Regions from separate parts of the Oryzias latipes genome. Here region 2 is linked to region 1. The links are chromatin contacts, called in public Hi-C maps. All regions are on one chromosome and are shown on one strand. The core of a region is the stretch at or near the end of the contact, and the rest is flanking DNA. Distances in the headings are between cores, read along the strand shown. Region 1 has its middle 66 kb from the start of LOC111946918. Region 2 holds the start of pim3 (serine/threonine-protein kinase pim-3).

Region 1 (4,042 bases), core at 1,183-3,682:
AATGCAAGAAAGAAAGTCACTATTTGCACGTAATTTTCCAAATATGTGCGGCCAGTGCTGAACTTTTTTCTTGGCCACAGGGACCCAGAGGAAGGGTAAATTTTAGGATTACGGGTTAGGGTGTGTTTTTACACCGTGGCAGAGGCTACCAGTTTTAATGTTAAGGCAATGGTACAGACGTGATCTGAGGTTCTGAGGTGCGATTTGAGCAACTAGCATGGTGCCAAGGTCTGGCAGCTGCCCCATTAGAGCGGTGAACTCTGGCAAGGTCACCGCTGTTACAAGGACAGGCAGACGACTGGATCCAAATGCAGCAGGTTTATTAGCCCAGCTAAAAGTCCATAAAGCTAAATCAGGGTCAGGCCGGCAGGGGTCAATAACGGGCATAAGATCATCAGAGGAGAGACGGGATGGTCAAAATACAGGGGAGAGTCGGGCAGGCGGCAGGTAACAGTCAGAAACAGGGTCAGGAGACAGAAGATCACGTCCAGATATAACGCTAACCGTTTAGGGACTCAACTTTGTGCACGTGACGTTTTCAGCGACAGCGGGTAGAACACACATCCAATATGGTGGATTGATCCGGTAGTTCTCCTTAACTTCCATTCATTTTAGCAACCTGCTGTAACCTCTTGGGAGCAGCGGGGTTTCCTGAGCCCGTCCCTACTAATGTTGGGTGAAGACACCTTAGACAGTCTGTCGCAGGGCGCATGGGGCTGAAGTCAACGCGATCACTGTGTCACCTCCCGGGAGGCGAGCTGGTGACCAGACAGACACCCGCTGCAGGATGGGGAGCCAGCCTGGTCCTGTCATTTTTCTTATTTTCCGTGAGACAATAAGAAAAAAGGTCTCCTAATTTTATTCTAGTTTTAAATGCTAAATGTCTTAATGATGTATTCTTTGCAATACAGTCACTAAGCATTAAAAATGTGTGTATCAAATTTGAGACAGTGGGTAAATCAGGTGCTTTTATTTTCCTAAACACTGACAGTATTTTTAAATCCTAAACTTACATTGTTGTTTGTGAAAAACTTAGCAAAACACTCAAATGTGCCATAATTGCTACTAAAAATTTGTTTTTTTTGTGTGTGGATTCCATCAAATGGTTAACAAACCATCTTAATTTTAAAAAAATCAGAATTTTTCGTCAATTCTTTGATGTAGTGGACTTTACGGGGTTAAACGCTGCTGTTAAACTGGAGTTATTTTTCAGGGGGGGCACTTTGCACGTCCAGCTGCTCTGAACATGCACTTGCACTCACACCTTTCTAGCTGATCCACACTTCATCCAGATGTCAGTCACGGCCCTCGACAAGCCGCCGCCTCCTTCAGCTGCTGGAACAATGCGTCACAAACAACACAAAGAGCCAGACACTTGTCACCACCAAGGATCCCGTCTGCGCCTCCTGGGTGCCCCACCCTACCTTAACCCACCCCCATCCCCTCTTTCTCTGTCTTCCTTCAATCAGCATTTTGTCGGCAGTTGTCCTTTTTAAAAAAAAACAAAACAAAAGAAAAAACATTTTCAATATGCTTCCATTCAGACTGGGTGAGTCACCTTTGCCGCCGCACATGCCCCAACCATGTGCGACTTATCATTTGGATGGCGTATCCTCTGCTTTTTCACTGAAGCGTTCAGAGCCACGTGGGCAAGGCCTCCTGTGCGAACCGATGGGTAGTGCGTGTGCACGCGCACAAACGAACACACGTGTGCGTTCTTTTTTTCTTTTCTTCAAAACAGCCATCCTGAGGACCCCCAGAAAAAAAAAAAAAAAGGCGGGAGATGTCGATCTGAAGGGTGGATCCTTGTTGGTGGTGGGGGAGGAGGAGCGCAGTCAGGAGTCAGAGCAGATGGCAGACTCCACTGCACAACCCCCCCCCCCCACACACACACACTCACACCCACCTTCTCCTATCTACATCTCCTCCCCAGAGACGCCTCAGCAGGTTATGGAGTAAGGGCAATTAACAGCAGTGTAAGGGTGGTGTGTGTGTGTGTATGGGGGGGTACCCTTACATCCGCCTATTACGGGGCTGACGCACCCACCTTTCACCTTATGATGCTTGACATCTGTCCGTCAAAAGTCTCCATTTCTACATAAAATTAAAACCTTTCCATATTTTTTCACATGTGGCGAGCTTGGGCAGTGATGCACATGTGCCCCCTCCCCCCCCGCCCCCCACCCCCACCAATAATAAGAGCAACAGCTTTTTCACAGAAGCACAGAAAGAGGCCTTTAACCAGTTTCTGCATTCTGAGGTTTTTCCTGGAAAGAAGTGCATAATTTCCAAGCGTCCATAATAATCCCGTAATCCCTGCAATCAGCGCCATCTTTACCCCTCCCCCTGCTTTCACCCCCTCCCCCCCTTCTCTCCCCCTCCCCGCCCAGTGGCACGGCCTGTCATGTCCAGCCCATGATTAGAATAATAAGACTAATTAAATCCATATTGCTGTTGCTGTCTCTCGAGCACGCCGGCGTGTTCGGGCAGGAGCGCGCCCCGGCTCTGCCGCGCGGCACTGGAGCCCGGCTCCAGACGTGACAGTGGGTTACTGTGGAAAAAAAAAGCCCTTTTAAAACATAAACAGGCCATTACAAACGCTCAGCTGTTTTGAATGGAAGCTCTTTGGGCTTCACAAACAGACAGCATGTATAGACTTTCCATTTAAGGCTGCGTCCAAGAGTGAGACTCTTAAAAGGCCAAGAGAGGGAACAGTCACACTGTGTATAAACACGGGGAGAGAAAAGGGCTGTAAAAGGAGGGAGAATTGCAATATTGTGTGTCAGCACAGGGACACGGATTGGTTGGAGAGCTGAGGGAATATAATAGCTTACTGTATAAACATGGGAAAGAAAAAATCCTGCAGAGATAAACGCTGAAAAACAGGGCCCCAGTGTCCCACCCCTACGTGAAAATACAAGGGCTCAGGGGATTTTCAAATGATCCTGTACAGACCGCAATAGAGGAACATTAACATTTCTTTTAGATTCAAGTGTTTTGTATCAAATAACCACAACTATTCACGCAGACTGTAATCTGTATAGTTGTGAGGAAGAAAAAGACGTCATAGTGCCCTCGGGAAAGACACAAATCCCCAAACTGACCTAAATCTGCTAATATATGATGGTATCGGCCAAGCATCGTAGAGTCAAGCTCTTGTTAATGAGCAATTCATAGTATCAGAGCATATACGCATGACTGTTCTCTCATAAGGGGGTTGAACTGTACGGTGGGCTTTCGGATTGACCGGCCCCATGGAGGCTACCTGGGACGTTGTGAAAAAGAAACCTACCATTGTCATGCGTGTGGTGATTGCATTGACTCTTATAAGAGAAGTGGATTGAGTGATTCCTCCCCCCTCCGTGTTCCAAACTGGCTTTTTGGAACCAGTGGGTGCTTCCTAACTCCCATAGAGTTCTATTGAATAAACAGCTATCACTCAGTCATTCTATTTGCCAGAAGAACATTTCTTTCTCTGCAACCTTTTTTTAATTGTGTTCTTGCTAATACTAATATTTTTCGTGATATTTTATAAATTGACCAATCAGATGCCTCAACAAAACTAGGCGGTATGTCGTCAAACGTGCAAAACATTTGATTGACAGATTTCGTGCGTTGGCAAGAGTGGTTGACTCAGACCAATCACTGCTTATGGACGTTGCCTGGTTCAACACGATAGTGTCCGTATCGCAAAAAAATGGTAACTAAGCTGGAAGTAAAACATTTCTCACTCTGTCCAATTCTATTATACAGTCAATTGGTAGGTGTATCATGAATTACTCATGTGGCTAACGCGAGTTGCACTCACTTACATTGTATGCTTTAACGGTGATGCTGTTGCACAGTGCCCTAACACCACACTCCAGTCTTTAGTAAGGTGCGAGTACCTGCCCCGTACTTACCCTGCTCAAGGTTCCACTTAAGCCCCGTACACACCGGGACGAATATTCGCCAGGTGTTATTCGCCAGCATTTTTCGCCACGTTTTTTGTGTTCACACTCAGGCGATTTTCGCTGAAGATGAGCCGAGCGAACATGCAATT
Region 2 (3,767 bases), core at 446-2,945, 190 kb after region 1:
CAAATTTAATAAATTTTTAGGATCACTTAGAGCAGAAATGAATGTTCTTTAAACAGCAGTCCTAGCTAAAGGTGCAGGGAACCTTAAACACAACCCGTCCACTGCTGGAAATGTATCTCTGTCCAATAATAAAAGGACTATGTTCACATGTTCCTCAATAACCAACTAATGTTAGAGCAGCTGTTACTGTTCTGTGATCAAATGTTACTTTGTGTTCTCGCAAGGTAAGCGAGATCTGGGGTTAAACTGACTTTCATTTTTGAGTAATGCAGACATTTCACAGACACTGTATTTTAACTCATAATACCTTTCAATATAAAATATTTTTAAAAATGATTGAGTTTAGATTTTTTTTCAAATTTAAGTCTTTTTTTGTTCAGAACCGATGTTTGTATAAATTTAAGCCTGGATACAATTAAAAAAGAGAGCTTGGAAGTTTGGAACCCCATCCAAAGCCTTTTTTGAAAATTTGAACATTGTCATTCATTCTAGTACTTGTGCATATGATGTTTATATGTAAGGTTTTATGAAAAGTTCAATTTAAGCATGCTAGGTACACTGCAAAACCAAGCCCAGTAGAATTAAGTAAAAAAAAAATCTTAAAATGTCTACATTTTTCTTTACATAAGCAAAATCTACCAATGTGGTAAAAACAACTGTATCACCAAAAATTCTATGTAAAATTAAAGTCATTGAGACATGATTCCTTGAACTTATTATTATTTTGCAATTGAAAAACTTTCTTAAGAAAATATTTTTTCTTGCAACTCAGAAAATAAGATTTTTTTTCCTTTAAACGAGGGTCTTTTCGTGTTCTTTAAATTTGAGTTATTGCAGTGTAGCGTGTTTAAAGTATAGTCTAAACATTAATGACCTTACAGTGCAAACTAGAACTCCAATGTGCGGAAAAAAAGCTGTTTCTCCTTAACAAAAATGTTTACTTAAATTAATACAGCAATTCCTTTTACCGTCTTTTTAGTTACTTTAAATATATTTACATATATGTTTTTACTGCTGCTAATTAATATCGTTTTATTTTTTTTCAATGCTCCAACAATTTGTATTTGTTTGATCAATAAAATGCCAACTAATGGCGGAAACAATATTAGCTAGTAATTTTGTCACTGTATAGTAAAAGGTTTGACAAATAGTAAACAAACTGTTCAAGGAAGTGAAGTGACATTGTGCTTCACAGCAACTTTAAAGAGATAATAATTAGTTGGAATGCCAATAAAAGCTGAACTTTACACTCAATCCATTTTGTCTGTAGCTGCAGAAAAACAGGGGAAAGGGGAAAGGGGGGTCTACAGGAGTTGCCGCCACGTGTGCTCAAACGCTTGCTTTACTGTGAAAGCGAGCTCCGGATTGGTCAGGAGACGGAGCACGTTATTTATAGAAACGATTTGATTGGCTGTCGCCGTTGAGTGCAGAGGGAACACAGCGCAAAGCTTCCAGACAAGGGATTCCTGAGCGTCTCGTACTATGAAAAAATAGTGCAGTGCTAAATTTATTATATCGCTGGAGAATTTGATTAAGAGTGTAATTTAATAATAGAATACGCTTATTGGTGGGACGGAGGGTGATATTTGTCAAAAACATAGACTGTAAGGTTGAAATTAGACGAAAGTGTCGGTTTGTATTGGTGGCGGAGGGATACAACGAGAGGGGTTGCGCGTCAAAATATTGGCTTGGGAAGACCGCGCCAAAGCTCAGACAGCGGCCACTCTCTGGGATAATAACATACCGTAGTGGCCATTTAAACGGCGAGTACTACAGCTGCATCGCGTTGAAGAGTTTACTTCTTTATTTTTTTTCTTACAAAAGCGGACCCTTTTTTATTTGCGCCGGAACAAAGTGGCCAGATTAATGCTGGTTGTCGGCTGAGCTGGCAGCGACTTCACGGTCGTGACACGACTTTGACGGGCGCGGTGCGGCGGAGTTGGCGCACTGCTGGACTGGATTTACTTCACTGCAGCCGCACCATTGCAGAAACTGCGCCTCTTCTTAAATTCTATCTTTATTTTTGTGTGGGAAAGATTCCTCTAGATAGTCACTCAAGAACCGTTTACAGTTGATTTTCCGCTCGAATATGCTGCTTACAAAGTTAGGTTCATTTTCGCACATTTGCAATCCTTCAAGTATGGACCATATTCCAGTGAAGATACTCCCGCCGGGTATGTTGCCTTCAATGACCGTCGTTTTTTTTAAGATGAAAGAAGCTCCTTAACGATTTTAATTAAATTAATATTTTTCCTTGCAGTTAAAGTGGAGAAGGAGCCCTTCGAGAGGGTTTACCAGGTGGGGTCGGTGCTGGGCAGCGGAGGGTTTGGGACGGTGTATGCCGGCAATCGGATCTCCGATGGCGCGCCGGTAAGGACATGGCGAACTTTGTGTTTTCATCCCCCCATGTGGTTCGGTCGACCTTAACAACGTGTGCTTTGTTGTTCCAGGTTGCTGTGAAACACGTCGCGAAGGAAAGGGTGACAGAGTGGGGTTCAATTGTAAGTCCCCGTGTGATTTGTTTTGGTCCCTGCCACCCCCGCGATTTGTCACCGGGGGGTCTCTTCTGTTACTTTAAAAATCTCAATTGTTGTCGCAGAACGGAGTCATGGTTCCGTTGGAGATCCTGCTGCTGAAGAAGGTCAGCTCGTCTTTTCGGGGAGTTATCAAACTGCTGGATTACTACGAGCGGCCGGACGGCTGGCTCATCGTCATGGAGAGGCCCGACCTGGTCAAGGACCTGTTCGACTTTATCACCGAGAAGGGAGCCCTGGACGAAGGCACGGCGCGCGGCTTTTTCCGCCAGGTTTTGGAGGCGGTCCGACACTGCTACAGCTGCGGCGTCGTCCACCGGGACATCAAAGACGAAAACCTGCTGGTGGATTTACGCACCGGGGAGCTCAAATTGATCGATTTTGGTTCAGGGGCCATTCTGAAGGACACGGTCTACACGGATTTTGACGGTGAGGAATCATTTTTATCCTTCTTGTTGGCTGTAGCGTTTATTGTTTTTATGGTCGTGGATATGCATTAAGCTAGGTGTCGCGCGTGCCCTTTCCTGCCGCGCTATATTGAGACGCGGAGGCGTTCACTGCCGCGTGACGCAGTGTTCTGTTTTTGGTGGAGGGTTTTCCTCGCCAAGTCTCCCGGTCTGTTGGTGAAAATATCACCGAGGTGACTCAGATTTTTCATGCAAAACAGAAATATGTGACTGTGCTGTTTATCTTTTGCTGTTTCCGGTCATTAGTTTGTCGCCGTCTGAGTCACGGTGCCACGTAACATCTGTTTGTTGTGAAACCCGAGCCGGCGGCTCACGTGATTGGCTCACGTTGGGATCTAAATTCCTCCTTTCATGAGGGAGGGGGGGTTACGAGACACAAAGGGTGGGGGCGCTTTATTTCTTTATTTGGCTTTTATGTGAAGGCTGAAAAGTGATGCATTCGCTGTCACTCAACCTCCCCGCTTTTTCCTCTTTTGTTTTCTTGCAGGTACAAGAGTTTACAGCCCACCTGAGTGGATCCGTTTCCATAGATACCACGGTCGCTCGGCAACAGTGTGGTCGCTAGGCGTGCTGCTGTACGACATGGTGTGTGGAGACATCCCCTTTGAGCAGGATGAGGAGATCCTCAGAGGAAAAGTCTACTTCAGGAGGAGGGTCTCACCTGGTAAGTCACAGGGTCTCAAACAGAGTGGCTCTGACGCCACCTAGCTGTAACCGGTGGTACTACACCAACCCCACTCTGCAGATTTTCTTAAATTAATTTTGG

Evidence for each region. Hi-C and Micro-C count contacts between places; a contact is called where the count stands out from the background.
Region 2: a Hi-C map of gastrula embryo shows a contact between it and region 1, with 1.9 times the contacts expected there. The contact joins the promoter of pim3 here to the enhancer-like site in region 1. A contact is called at or near these places in 3 of 5 Hi-C or Micro-C datasets (embryo and gastrula embryo).

Annotation. Positions count from the first base shown.
Region 1 is chr23:7,067,554-7,071,595 of ASM223467v1, forward strand. No RefSeq gene overlaps it. Among protein-coding and RNA genes, the nearest start is that of LOC111946918, 66 kb to the left of the region's middle. Within about 2 kb of position 2,433, at least 5 of the 8 cell types and tissues checked have an H3K27ac peak or open chromatin away from gene starts, as enhancers often do. A contact at or near this core is called in embryo and gastrula embryo, where this site is marked.
Region 2 is chr23:7,256,669-7,260,435 of ASM223467v1, forward strand. It overlaps pim3 (serine/threonine-protein kinase pim-3), which reads left to right and starts at 1,696. Exons shown (of 6, transcript XM_004082907.4): 1 at 1,696-2,174; 2 at 2,261-2,370; 3 at 2,451-2,501; 4 at 2,600-2,963; 5 at 3,489-3,665. The coding sequence starts at 2,090.